Linked DNA regions of Sus scrofa: regions 1 and 3 are each linked to region 2. The links are chromatin contacts, called in public Hi-C and promoter capture Hi-C maps. All regions are on one chromosome and are shown on one strand. Each heading gives the region's core, a stretch centred on a gene start, on an enhancer-like site or on the middle of the called end of the contact. The rest is flanking DNA. Distances are from core to core; before and after follow the strand shown. Region 1 holds the start of PPP1R12B (protein phosphatase 1 regulatory subunit 12B). Region 2 holds the start of IPO9 (importin-9). Region 3 holds the start of PHLDA3 (pleckstrin homology-like domain family A member 3).

Evidence for each region. Promoter capture Hi-C pulls out the DNA fragments that hold promoters and counts their contacts. Hi-C and Micro-C count contacts between places; a contact is called where the count stands out from the background.
Region 1: a promoter capture Hi-C map of liver shows a contact between it and region 2, with 4 times the contacts expected there. The contact joins the promoter of PPP1R12B here to the promoter of IPO9 in region 2. A contact is called at or near these places in 1 of 5 promoter capture datasets (liver) and 1 of 47 Hi-C or Micro-C datasets (liver).
Region 3: a contact with region 2 is called in a Hi-C map of skeletal muscle, with 5 times the contacts expected there. The contact joins the promoter of PHLDA3 here to the promoter of IPO9 in region 2. A contact is called at or near these places in 1 of 47 Hi-C or Micro-C datasets (skeletal muscle) and 1 of 2 datasets of contacts at active chromatin or transcription factors (alveolar macrophages).

The regions. Positions count from the first base shown.
Region 1 is chr10:24,461,298-24,465,645 of Sscrofa11.1, reverse strand. It overlaps PPP1R12B (protein phosphatase 1 regulatory subunit 12B), which reads right to left and starts at 1,643. Exons shown (of 25, transcript XM_021064548.1): 1 at 204-1,643. The coding sequence starts at 494.
Region 2 is chr10:24,108,757-24,113,441 of Sscrofa11.1, reverse strand. It overlaps IPO9 (importin-9), which reads right to left and starts at 3,316. Exons shown (of 24, transcript XM_021064520.1): 1 at 3,087-3,316. The coding sequence starts at 3,249.
Region 3 is chr10:23,825,436-23,829,614 of Sscrofa11.1, reverse strand. It overlaps PHLDA3 (pleckstrin homology-like domain family A member 3), which reads left to right and starts at 2,187. Exons shown (of 2, transcript XM_003357675.5): 1 at 2,187-2,801; 2 at 4,072-4,179. The coding sequence starts at 2,370. The coding sequence ends at 2,741.

The sequences.
Region 1 (4,348 bases), core at 394-2,893, 350 kb before region 2:
CGGCAGAACGACTCGCACAGAAAGCAGGACTCGAGAGCGCAGCAGACCCCCGGCCAAAGCACCGGTAACCATGACGACCCGCGGAGCGGGAGGGAAATACAAACACCCGACTGCGGCGGGCGCCGGTCCTGCGAGGTCGGGAACAGCCGGCCGCCGAGCGGCGGCGGCGAGAAGCGGGCTCGCAGCACCCGCGCTGCGCTCACCTGGTGCAGGGCTGTCAGGCCGTCGACATTGGCCGTGTCCACGTCGGCGCCCCGGGCCAGGAGCCGCCTCACCTCGTCGGTGTCTCCGCTGGAGCAGGCAGCCAGGAACACGGCGCCGTCCTCGAAGCGGACCCGCGGGCCCGCGCGCCGACTCTGCGGCTGCCGCCCCGCGCCCGGCCGGTCGGTGGGCTCCTGCTCCGTCAGCGAACCCCGCCAGCGCCGCAGCTGCTCGGCCCGCCGCGCCCGCGCCGACTCGGCCCGCTTCCCGCCCAAGTGCTCCAGCTCTGCCATAACGCCGCTGCTCCGAGCCGCCCCGCCGCCGCCTCCGAGCGCTTCAGCCGGGAGAGGAGGGCGGAGACCCACGCGCAGCCATCTTTACTGCTCCGCCGCCGCGCCGCCCGCGCCGCCCGCACGCCCCGCGGCCTCAGCACGCAGTTGCAGCGGCGCCCCGGAGCATCACGGGACTTGTAGTAGGAGAGCCGCGCGTCCCCCACGCCCGGGCGCGCCCGCGCCTGACGGGAACTACAAGTCCCTGGACGGACCGCGAGAGAGGCGCGGTCCGGGAGCTCCCTACTTGGCCGCAGACCTGCGAGGTCACCTCCGCCCCAAGCGGGAGCTGTCCCTGGCCGGAGTCAGCCTCTGTGGGCGTGTTAAGAGTCGTGGTTCATTCTCTTTGCGACTACCAGCTAATTTTGGCTCCCTAATTAACACGTCAATCTTTTGGAGTGGAAAAGGGGTCAGTTGTTATCCCTACTTTCTGTTGCAGAAAACTGGACGGGAAGTACCCAAAACTTTCAAAACTGTGTCCTGGTTCTGAATCCAGAGTTTTATTAACTTAGAGGGCATGAACACGTAGCCCTGAAAAGCCCCTGGGAAGGATGCACGCAGGTACAGCGGAAAGAGCATTCAAATTCAGTTCTCCATACAGAAGTTCTCTGAGCCTGTTTCCTTGATTGTAAAAAGGGGGTAATGTCACCTCACAGGATGGTCCTGTGGCTCGAATAAGACGATATATGCAAGGATACCTAGTGCTATCCCTGGCTTCTATCAGCTCATAATAAATACTAATTTCCCTTCTTTCTCTCTCCTCCTCTTCTCCAGTTTTCGTGGATCTTAAATTATTGGGAGACAGAATGGATGTCATGTGTCTTAAATTATTGGGAGACAGAATGGATGTCATGTGTTCCATGATTTTTTTACCCAAAGCTACAAAAAACGTATACAGAGCAAACACAATACTGCAAGTCAACTATAGTTCAATTAAAAAAAAAAATACTATAGAGCATACAAAACTCCTAAAGCAGCAAGTAGGCCATTTTCATGTTCAAAGAGAGCTTGGTTATAAAACCTGTTAAATAGACTTAGCATTATTACAACATTGTAAATCAACTATACTTCCATAAAGCTTTACAGAAAGTTGACTTAGTAACTATATCCCTCCAGGCTTTAGCCCTGGACAAAACATAAATAATTTTTTTTCCATAATGAAAGAGATCATATACAATTATTAGGTTCTTTAAACTTTCAGTTTTTCACTAAAAAAAATGTTGCAAGGAGTTCACATTTTGACTCAGCAGAAACAAACCCGACCAGTATCCATGAAGATGTGGGTTCAATCCCTGGCATCACTCAGTGGGTTGAGGATCCTGCGTTGCTGTGGCTCTGGTGCAGGCCCGCGGCTACAGTTCGGATTAGACCCCTCCTAGTCTGGGAACCTCCATGTGCTGTTGTGTGGCCCTAGAAAAGGCAAAAAGACAAAAAAAAAAAAAGATTAGGTCATTGTGAAGGGAAACTTTATTATATTCTATCATGTGAACATTTGTCTGTGCTTCACTTTTTCCTGAGATGAGCTGAGAAGCAAATGAAAAGGGACACTTAGATATAAAATATGCTTAGTAATACTCTATCTAAATATGCTTAATTTGGAGTTTCCGTCGTGGTTCAGTGGTTAACGAATCTGACTAGGAACCATGAGGTTGCAGGTTCGATCCCTGCCCTTGCTCAGTGGGTTAACGATCCGGCGTTGCCGTGAGCTGTGGTGTAGGTCGCAGATGTGGCTGGGATCCTGAGTTGCTATGGCTCTGGCATAGGCTAGCAGCTACAGCTCCGATTAGACCCCTAGCTTGGGAAACTCCATATGCCACGGGAGCAGCCCAAGAAATGGCAAAAAGACAAAAATAAATAAATATGCTTAATTAGGTATCCTTAAATTCTTCATAAATGCTAATTAAGTTATTAGCATCTTGGTGAACTGTGAATAACAATGTATATAAAAATAAAAGATGTAATACTGTATACTTTATATAGCCATGTGTTCCTTGCATTAATTTAGTTACCACAGAACTTGTTATACTTCATCATCTACTGGAAATCTGTATGAGAGGTGTTCCCATCATGGCTCAGTGGTATCAAACCCGATTAACATCCATGAGGACAAAGGTTCCATCCACTCAGTGGTTTAAGGATCCAGTATTACCATGAGCTGTGTTGTAGGTCACAGACGTGGCTCGGATCCTGCAATGCTGTGGCTGTGGCATAGGCTGGCAGCTACAGCTCTGCTTTGACCCCTAGCCTGGGAACTTCCATATGCTGCGGGTGTGGCCCTAAAAAGGCAAAAAACAAAACAAAAACAAAAAACAAACCCAAAACACTGGTTCTTGATAATAAAATTACAAAAAAATAAAATTCTGTATGAGATTGACTTTGTAGCTTGTCAACGTGGAAACTCTTATTTCAACTCAGCCTCTTGCTGATAATTAAAATTGCCCACAAGCTCTCAAATAGAACTGTCCCTATAGGATAAAAGAAATATTGATATTAAACTAGATAGGAACCTAACCCTCTTCAGGAAACCATTATTAGCTTAAACTCTGCCAGTCTAGAAAATCAAAAAGCAAGAGAAGGGCAAGGTTTCAGCATCATGCAAATTGCAGAAACCTCAGGAAGCACATCTCTGACAGCAATCCACATGCACCATCTTAATATTATGATGCTGGTACATGACAGTTTCTCAAAAAAAAAAAAAAAAGAAAGAAAGAAAGTATGTAGAATTGGACCACATGTTTTACTTACTGATTTTCTAATAAGCATTTTTTAGCTTGGGTAAAAATTTCATGAATTAATAATGTTACTTTTTTTTTGGTCTTTTTAGGGCTGCACCTGTGGCATATGGAAGTTCCCAGGCTATGGGTCAAAGCAGAGCTGTAGCTGCCGGCCTACCCCACAGCCACAGCAACGAAGGATCCAAGCCTCATCTGCGACCTCCACCCCAGCTCAGGCAAAACCAGGTCCTCGATCCACTGAGTGAAGCCAGGGATCAAACCCATGTCCTCAAGGATACTAGTCAGGTTCCTTACTGATGAGCCACAAGGGGAACACCAATAATGTTACATTTCTCTCAGCTGTATTCTTTTCACATTCAGTATCAGGAAAGAATAAATATCTGCCTTCCCTTGTGTAAGTAAGCTAAAATTAGCCAAGTCTAAGTTAAATCTTTACTATCCCAAGAGGTATGAACTTGAATTTCAATAGGAAAAATTCAGTCTCAATACTGGGAAGTTCCAGTGAGCACTGGAACTATCTATTTTACTGTATCTATTTTACTTGTGTTTTTCCTGAGGTAGTAAGAATGTGTTACACTCTCTGGAGATTTTAAAGAAAAATGTAAGTAGCTAAATTCCATGGATAATTAAAAGGCATGTATCTTCCAGCTATGTGATTACAGAAAGCAGTGATAATTATTATAATCTAAATAATTTAACTAGCTCAGCCCCCCACAAAAGGCCACAAGAAATAAAACATAATCAATCTGGGCATGATGACTTGAAAGTTTTTTGCAATTAAAATCATCTAAGTTCTTTTTCTGAAACATCTTCCCCCAACCAGGGCTGAGTATAAACTTATACAATAAACTTATATGATTGTTTACTATCAGTAAACAAACATGATAGTTTGGATTTCCTAAATATTCTAAAGAAAATAATATTTTATGTACCAGTGGATAAATCCCGACAATCCTGTGTATTAAAAAAAAAAAAAAACAACAGGAGTTCCTGTTGTGGCACAGTGGAAATGAATCTGGCTAGTATCCATGAGGACATGGGTTTGATCCCTGCCTTCATTCAGTGGGTTAAGGATCTGGTGTT
Region 2 (4,685 bases), core at 2,067-4,566:
AGGGAAACAACGAACACAGGGACTCACGAAAATCATTCCGGGACACCAGGCTGATGAGCGCCATCTATCCTCACCCTTTTATTTTTTGTCTTTTTGCCATTTTCTTGGGCTGCTCCCGCGGCATATGGAGGTTCCCAGGCCAGGGGTCGAATCGGAGTTGCAGCCGCCAGCCCACACCAGAGCCACAGCAACGCAGGATCTGAGCCGCATCTGCAACCTACACCACAGCTCATGGCAACGCCGGATCCTTAACCCACTGAGCAAGGCCAGAGATCGAACCCGCAACCTCATGGTTCCTAGTCAGATTCATTAACCACTGCGCCTCGACGGGAACGCCTGTCCTCACCCTTTTAAACCTGACCCACCAATGGAGTCAGGTGGGTCTCTCACATACACGTATTTCCTGGGCTTAAGAGAACAGGCCCCATTCTGAAAAACATGATAACTGCATACAGGCAAGTTATTTCTTGGAAAACATCAGCTGGCAGACTGAGTAACCGACCAGGATGTACTCTGGGCTCCAGCACCTCAATTTCTAAGATAACTGCTTCTCAAAATCTGCTCTGCCCCAGAATCTGGTCAGAGTAGGTCACCCTCGCCTGTCTGTCCGCTGAACAGGCAGCTGATAACTGACCTGTGTCTTTCCCCCAAAAAAAACCAAATTAGAGATTGTTCCACATAATCTCCAAGACCAGGGGTCAGCACCTGACAGCTGAGGAGGTAGCACACCCGTGTCTGTCAAGGGAACGTACTGGTTAATCTTAAGGATCAGTTGGGACCAATCTCATCTGTAAGGTAACGAGAAATGGCTCGTGAAGACAGTATGGCAAGTTCCTGTGTAGGGCAGTGGGATGAGGATCTGGTGTTGCCACAGCTGGAGCACAGGCTGCAGCTGCGGTACAGGTTCAATCTCTGGCCCAGGAACTGCCACATGCCACAACAGCAGCCAAAAAATCCCCACGGTTATTCGAGAGGACAGAGGGACTGTAAACAAGCAGATTTGGCTGTCATCCAACCTTGGGCTTCATGAAACCAAAAAAGGATCAAAAGAACACAAATAGTAATAGACACCAACTCCCAGATGTCTTGTTAACTTCAAGTGTGAAGGAAGTGTGCTTCCTAGGACCAGAAAGCAAGGTTTCTTCTACTGGATAAAACTCAAATGTGAAGCAACTCCAAACAGTGGAAAAGGTTCATTCATTTGCAAGAATGGCTTCTGACCTTGGCCGGCAGGGCGTACCAACAGAGCAACACCCTGCCAGTTTCATCGGGCCAGGCGACTGGCTAAGCCTGGCCAGGAAGCCAGCTGCTTTATTTCCACAAAAGGAGGGCAATGATTAGCAAAGAAGCCCACCACGCTAAGGAGATGCATGAGATTCAAACGGACTACAACAGAGGAGGTACCCAGGACTTAATGGGCAAAGACAATCTGTTAAAGGCCACAAGAGGAACAGAGAAAAGCAAGGTACTGAATCTGAGGAATGGATCGCCATTCTCCATCTCAAAGAGAGGTTACCGAAAGGCATGAATTTCTACAGTTTTTATTTATTTTTTATTTTATTTTTTTGCTTTATGGCCACACCTACAGCATATGGAGGTTCCCAGGCTAGGGGTCAAATCGGAGCTACAGCTGCCGGCCTGCACCACAGCTCATGGCAATGCTGTGATCCCTGACCCACTGGGAGAGGCCAGGGATCGAACCTGCATCCTCATGGATACTAGCTAGATTCATTTCCGCTGCACCACAATGGGAACACCCAGTTTTTAAATAAAAAGAAGGAATTAGGCTATTTAGAAACACAAACCACCTCCAAAGGGTCCCAAATACCACATTCAACTCCAAAAACTTGATTCAACCTTGCAGGTCATACCCTAAACCTTCAACTTTATGCAAGCAATAACTTGAATGTGATGAGGTTCCTCTGCTTTGTCACTTCATACTCAAGGGAGACAGATTGTGAATAAAGGAATTTTACCCAGGAGGCTATAATAACTCCCACAGATCAACCTATGCATGGCTCCCAGAGAGCTTTCTTCTATCCCGAGGTTGCTCCTCTTGCAGTGTCTGACATTTTCCAGAACAATGACAGCTCCAACTAGGCCTTCAAAAACCGGGTCCCTAACCTGTTGGATCCCAAATCTCTAAGTATTTCCAAGAGAAGTGACTTAGTTTTCAATGGTGCTCCATGTCGTGGGAGGACGTTACATTTAAAGGAAAGCTGTTTTAAGTCTTTTTCAACAAAAACCCTAAGTCCAGTAGGAGGGCCACTGCGAGGTTCTGAGAGTGCCTGGTCAGACCACCGGCAATTTGAGTGCTGGTGGAACCTCCCTGCTGAGCTGGGGGAGCGGAGCCCCGACGGACCAGACGCATTTCTGACATAAAGCCCGAGAGGATTTCTCTCCTCTGGGTTCAGGATCAAACTGCCCGTGTAGCAAGGCTCCCCCGGGCCTGGGGAAGGCCCGCTGGGCAGGAACTGACAGGCGACCTCAAGCCAGAGGCTCGTTCTTTCCTCCATCATTCTCAAGCCTATACTAGGAGGATGCGGACAAAGACTCAAAGACAAAGGATGATCAGCTTCCCCGAGCAGTGCCAACCACTCCGAAAAGCCCCGGGGAGCGCGCGGGAGGGGAGGCGGCCGCACAGGCGTCTGACTGATTCCCGGGGAGGCGCGCGGAGGCGCGGTCCCGCCAGGTCTCCGGCCCACGGCCGCGGCCTCAACCCCGCCGCCCGCTCGCCCAGCCCCGCGCTCCCGGCCGAGAGCGAGCCCGGGCCCGCGCTCAGCGCGCCTGCCCCGGACCCTCCGCGCCGCCGCCCAGGGTCCTCCCGGAGCCTCCCTCCCTGGACCCTCCCTCCGTGGGGCCCTCCCTCCGGGACCCTCCCGCCCCGGATCCTCCCTCCCCGGCCGGCCTCTCCAGGACCCTCCACGCCGCCGCCCAGGCGCCTCCCTCCCGGGGGGACCTTCCCTCCCGGGAGAACCCTCCTTCCCCACCGGCCTCCCTGACTAGCCTCCCCAGGACCCTCCCTCCCCAGCCTGCGGTCAGCGCGGCCCAGGTCAGCCGCCCTCGCGACGACCCGCCTCACTCACCCTCTGTCACCTCCAGCACTTTGATCTGCTCCTCGGCGGCCGCCCGCACTTCCTGCACCGGAGACAGGATCCCGGTGAGCGTATCCACCAGCGCCTCTTTCAGCCCTTGGGCCACCGGCCCCGGCAGCCCCGAGGCCGCGCCAGCCGCCGCCGCCGCCGCCATCTTTCTCCCGCCGCGCGCCAGCCCCGCGGCCCGACCCGCCGCCGCCGGACGGCTCCCGCGCGCGGCCAATCCGCGAAGCCGCGCCTGCGCACAGGCCGGGCGGGCGCGCGAGGGGCGGGGCAGCGGCATGAGCCTCCCGAGACAGCGCCGCCTGCGGTGGAGACAAGAACTGCAGCGCCTCAGCGGGAAGCCTGTCGAGTGAGCCCCCGCGAGGTGCGGGCTCCCCGACGGCCGCAGACAGCGCGTGGGCAGCCTTGGCCGCAGCTCAGGCCAAGACCTGTACCTCCTCTTGCACGGATCCTTTCGGGGTGAGATGCTGCGTTAGGAGAGGGTGGGATGGGAATGAGTGGACAAGGCTTTAGGGAGGGGGTTGGAAGCCGACCTCTTTCCCCCCACAACTAATGAGTCTCTTAATCTCAGATCCTTAAGCGACTGAGCGAGGCCCGGATGGAACATGCATCCTCAGAGAGACCATGTTGGGTCCTTAACCCACTGAGCCACCACAGGGAACTCATCGCAGTTTCAGGAATCCAAAGGGCAGGGAAAGAATCTGAAGTGGGCTGGGCAGAGGGGAGCGGTCATCTTGCAGAGGCCGGGTCCATGGTTTTTCCAGCCAGGTGAGCCTAACCTCATGGTCAGATAGTCGCTGGCCAGGAGAGAGACCTGCGTCGGTAAGGCTGTCCCCTCCAGAGAAAGTACTTATCTGACTATTGGAGAATAAGTCCCATGTGCTGAGAAAGTGTAAATTTTTTCTCCAGGTGAGTTACCACTGGACCTTTAAAGGGTGGAGAGTGAATGCAATGCTTGCCGTGGTAGAAGGATGGTACCATTGTTGGGGTGGGAGGTTCAGACCAAACAGGACAGATGTTTCATAATAAGCTGTTCAGGTTGAATGCCTTAAAATGGTTTCTAGGGATCATGACTTGTTCCTAAGTGGCAAAGAGGACCAGGTAGCCACTCTTAGCCCAGTTCTAAGACCGTGGATGCTAAGCTGTCAACAATCAGGGATCAGGTCACTTCATCTGAGTATTCTTCTGAAAGAATGATTCCTCTCGTGTTTGTCTGTACGTGCAGTATACAAAAGTTCCTGGGCCAGGGGTCAAAAATCTGAGCCACAGCAGTGACAGTGCTGGCTCCTTAACCTGCTAGGCCACCAGGGAACTTTTCCTTGATTGCTTATTTCAGGGAGAGCTCTGAACTATTTGCCACCTCCCTGATAGAGGGCAGAGCTGGGTTGGGTCCCCATAGCAGTTTCCTAGGGGAAAGATTGCCTCCTGGACCCCAAAGTTTCACAGTGGGGAAGAGTAGGATTTGTCATTTTCCTTCTTTGAGTGGCCAGGAGAAGCAGAACTCCATTAGAATGAACAGCCTCTTTTCTCCTAGGTTGATTCACTTTTCCCCCAGGTCCAGAAGGTGGTATGTTTTCTAACACCATG
Region 3 (4,179 bases), core at 938-3,437, 280 kb after region 2:
ACCTAAAAGCATGCGAGAGCGCTCTGTCCACTTGCAAAGCCTGTACATTTGTGAATTTGCCTGGAATAGGAGAACGCACCAGTGTGTCCCTGGCCCCGGGGCAGGAGGAAGCGATAGGGATAAAAGGGTCAGGAACTGGGCTGCCCTGGAGCCGATTCCTCAGCTTTGGATCAGGTGGGGCTGGGGCTGGTCAGGTGCACTGGGGAGACTCCACGGAGGGAAGGGTGGGGGCAGGGCTGGGGCTGGAGGAGGAGCCAGAGGAGGGCAAGGCTGGAAGCTGGGCGAGATCCTGGGGGTCCCTAAGGTGGGGCTGTGGCCCCTGGAGCTCCCTCTTTTGCGCTCCTCTGCAGAGGCTGCCTCTCTTCTCTCAGGGCTTGACCACTCCCTCTCCAGAGGGGTGTTCTGAGAGCTAGGGAGGTGGCCGCATGTGTGTCTGTGTGTGTGTGTCTTGCAACAGAGTGGTGGGTGGGAAACCGCCAGCTCCTGACTTGGCTGCTGTGGGGAGGGCACCGCTCCCTCCACCCTGGCTCTCCCAGCGCCCGTTAGGCTCTATGTCAACCAGGCAGGAGGCTGGAAACACAGGGTGTGGGTACAAAGAGGTCTCATTACTATCGTTATTACAAATCATTATTCCCATCAGCATCTATTATTAGCATGTCTATGAATAGGTCCCCAAGAAATGGGTAGTCCTTCAGGAGCTGACTGAGCCGGGGGCAGGCGAGGACCGGGGACGGCCATCTGCCGGTGCCTTGTCTCCATCCTCCACAGTCGGTAAAAGTGGGGGCAGGTGTCCTAGGCCTTTCACCGATGTTATCTAACTTAATCCCTAGAGATCGGTGATGTAAGAATCAATGCATCTTCCCATCTGATGGAGGAGGAAACTGGAGGATAAAGAAGTTGCCGGAGGTCCTGTTGTGGGGCAGCGGAAATGAATCCAACTAGGAACCATGAGGTCTCGAGTTCAATCCCTGGCCTCACTCTGTGGGTTAAGGATCCAGCGTTGCTGTGAGCTGTGGGTTGCAGACAAGGCTCCGATCTGGCGTGGCTGTGGTGTAGGCCGGCAACTGTAGCTCCGATTGGACCCCTAGCCTGGGAACCTCCATATGCTGTGGGTGCGGCCCTAAAAGGACAAAAGACAAAAGACCAAAAAAAAAAAAAAAAAAGTTGCCCAAGGTGGGCTGGACATGGCCCCCCCAGGAGGAAGAGTTGAGATTTGAAACCTGAAGAGCTCAGGCCTTCACACCATACTCTCCAGCCAGAAATGGGGGAGGGGGCTTCTTCCTACCTCCCCCCTCCCTCTTCAGCTCAGTATCCAGGGGGCTGGGCTCGGGGGAGCAGCACTGAATCTGCAAAGGGGAATAGCACAGGCCTGGGGCTGACTCCACCGGTGCGGAGTCTATGTGGGCTGGGCCCGGCCCCTCAACATCTATGCGGGCTGAGCCAGGGCCCCCTCCATGTGACGAAGAGGATGCAGCAATGACTTAGCCAGGTCACCAGTGTGTGTGTGTGGGTGGTGGTGGGGGGGTGTGTCCCTCCTCCCCCTCCTCCACCGCAGGGAGGCTGAGGGACCTCAAGACTCCTCAGTCCCAGGCTGGCACTGGGATGGGGGCAGGAGTAAGAGGGTGGGCGTGGAGCAGAGACAGCTGCGGGCAGCCTCTTTGGGCCCCTGCACTGAGAAATCTGCCCCTGGGGGCGGAACCCAGTTTGGGCTTGATTCCCAGCCCCTTCCCCCATCCCAACCCCAGGATCTTCCTCATTTTTCTGATTTCGCAATGCCAGGCAGGAGCTGGCCAAGATGGGAAAGGGGGCAGAGACGGGGGTTTGGGAAGCATCCAGCAGCTGTCTGGCGCGCGCCCCCACCCCTCCCCGTGCGAGTCCCAACCAGTGCCACCGCGGAGCAACCCCTCCTCCCAAGCAGCGACCCCCGGAGTCCAAGATCTGGAGGAGCTGTGGTCCCAGGAGCGGCAGATGCGAGGCCCCAGGGCTCCGGCCGTGGGTCAGCAGCTCTCTCGGTCCCTGCGCCCCTTGCCCGGCGTCCAGGGCCCGCAGGATGACCGCGCCCCGCCCCCAGGCCGGCCAGGCTGCGCAAGGGAGAGGAGGGGAGGGGAAGGGAGGGGAGGGGAGGGAGGGCAGGCCCGCCCCCCTCCGGGCAGGAATGCGCCGCGCAGGAGGCGGGCCCGGGACATGTGAGGGCACATCCCCGGAGCGGCCGCCCAGCGCGCAGACGGCCGGCGGAGCGAGCGGGCCAGCGATCGGGTGAGCGCGCGGCCGGGGCTCTTGGGCCCGGGGCGGGGTCGGCGCGGAGCAGCGGCGGGGAGCTCGTGCGGAGAACCGGCGGGGCGGCCCGGCCCGGCCCCGCGCCCGCGCCCATGACGGCGGCCGTGCTCCGGGAGGGCGTGCTGGAGAAGCGCAGTGGCGGGCTGCTGCAGTTGTGGAAGCGCAAGCGTTGCGTGCTCACCGAGCGCGGGCTGCAGCTCTTCGAGGCCAAGGGCGCGGGCGGCCGTCCCAAGGAGCTGAGTTTCGCCCGCATCAAGGCGGTGGAGTGCGTGGAGAGCACGGGGCGCCACATCTACTTCACGCTGGTGACCGAGGGCGGCGGCGAGATCGACTTCCGCTGCCCGCTCGAGGACCCCGGCTGGAACGCGCAGATCACCCTGGGCCTGGTCAAGTTCAAGAACCAGCAGGCTATCCAGACGGTGCGCGCGCGGCAGAGCCTGGGGGCCGGGACCCTGGTGTCTTAAGCCGCGGACGGACGTCTCCGCTCCACGCGGCCCATTGACGCAGCGCGGAGGTGGTGTCAGGTGAGCCTTGGGGTCCGAGGTCCCCTTCTCTCTTCCCTCCCGTTTCCTTTCCTCAGCGGAGAAAATGGGGGCCTCCCACCCGCGTGCCACCTCACAGCTGGACCCTCCTAAGGGCCACCGAGCCCGGAAGGGCTGGGCCTGGGGCGGAGAGCCTGACTTTCCCCTGGCACCAGGCGTGGGGACCTGAAAGTGACCCCTGCTTCTGAGGAAGGTGGGCAGGAGGGGCCTTCCCCAGGTTGGTTCTGCCCTGACTCAGGTGGAGGAGGCCAGGACAACTCCGCAGGCTGCTGGCCCCTACCCACCAGGGCAGGGCTCCTGGGCTGTGGCTTTCTGGGGCCAGGGGCGGGCAGAGGGGGCATGGACTGGCCCCGCCCCTTCTGCTGGCATGGCGCTGGTTGGGAGGGTGAGCGAGGAATTGATGCAGGAGGACAGCTGCCCTCAACTAGTAGGGTCCCACCAGGTTGGGACCAGAAGGGGGAGTCCTAGCTCCCAAAGTGGGTTCCTGGTGGGGGCTTGGCTAGGCCGGGCCTGGGAGCTTCACTGCCCACTCTTGACTGTGAGCTTTGGGTCCCAGGGCTGAGCTGTTGGGAAACCCAGGGGATGTGGTGGATGGGCGGGCCAGGCCACTGATGCCTAGAGGGGTGGCCCTGTCCACCTGCCCCTGAGCGCCCCTGAGTTCTGGACCGAGGAGGGGGTGGGGGGATGGCCTCACGGTGAGGTATTTGTGATGTCTTAATCCTCCTTGGGCAGTAGGGCAGGGGGTGGGGGCGGGTTTGTGGTCAGAAAGCCGGAGGGGAGGAACCAGGAATAGAACCCAGAAGCCCTGGCTCCCGGCCCTGTGCCCTCTTCCCCAGATGCTGCTCCCTCCTGTGGGAACCAGGAGCAGGGTTGGGGAAGGATCTGGCTGTCACTGAAAACCTATATCTCCTGCCCCTCTGCCCCCTCCCCTCCCCCCACCGCCCTCGTATTGCAGCCTCTCACCTTACCAGGTGGACCCCCTGCAAGCCTAGGCACCTGCTGGTTGGTGCTGCCCACCCATTGACCCTCCTGGTCCCTCCTCTTTGGAGCAGTGGCAGGAGGCTGAGGCCCGGCGGGAGCAGACCTACATCCTGGGAACTGATCCTCTGGATCCCCCAGGCCTCAGGGACCCTTGGTCCAGGGTGTTGTGTGGTTGCTGTCGGGTAGGGCAGCTCTAGTGTAAAACAGCTCCTATGGCTGCTCATCGCCCCGTCTCATGTCTGCTGCCCTAATTGCTGTTCTTTCTCACCAGCCCCCTGCCTCTCCAGCTTTTGCGGGCCGACTGCCCCATCGGGCAGGGTGGAAGCCATGGACGCGTGGAAGAGGCGTGGGAACCTAAGCCTTGCCGGGCCTGGGAGGA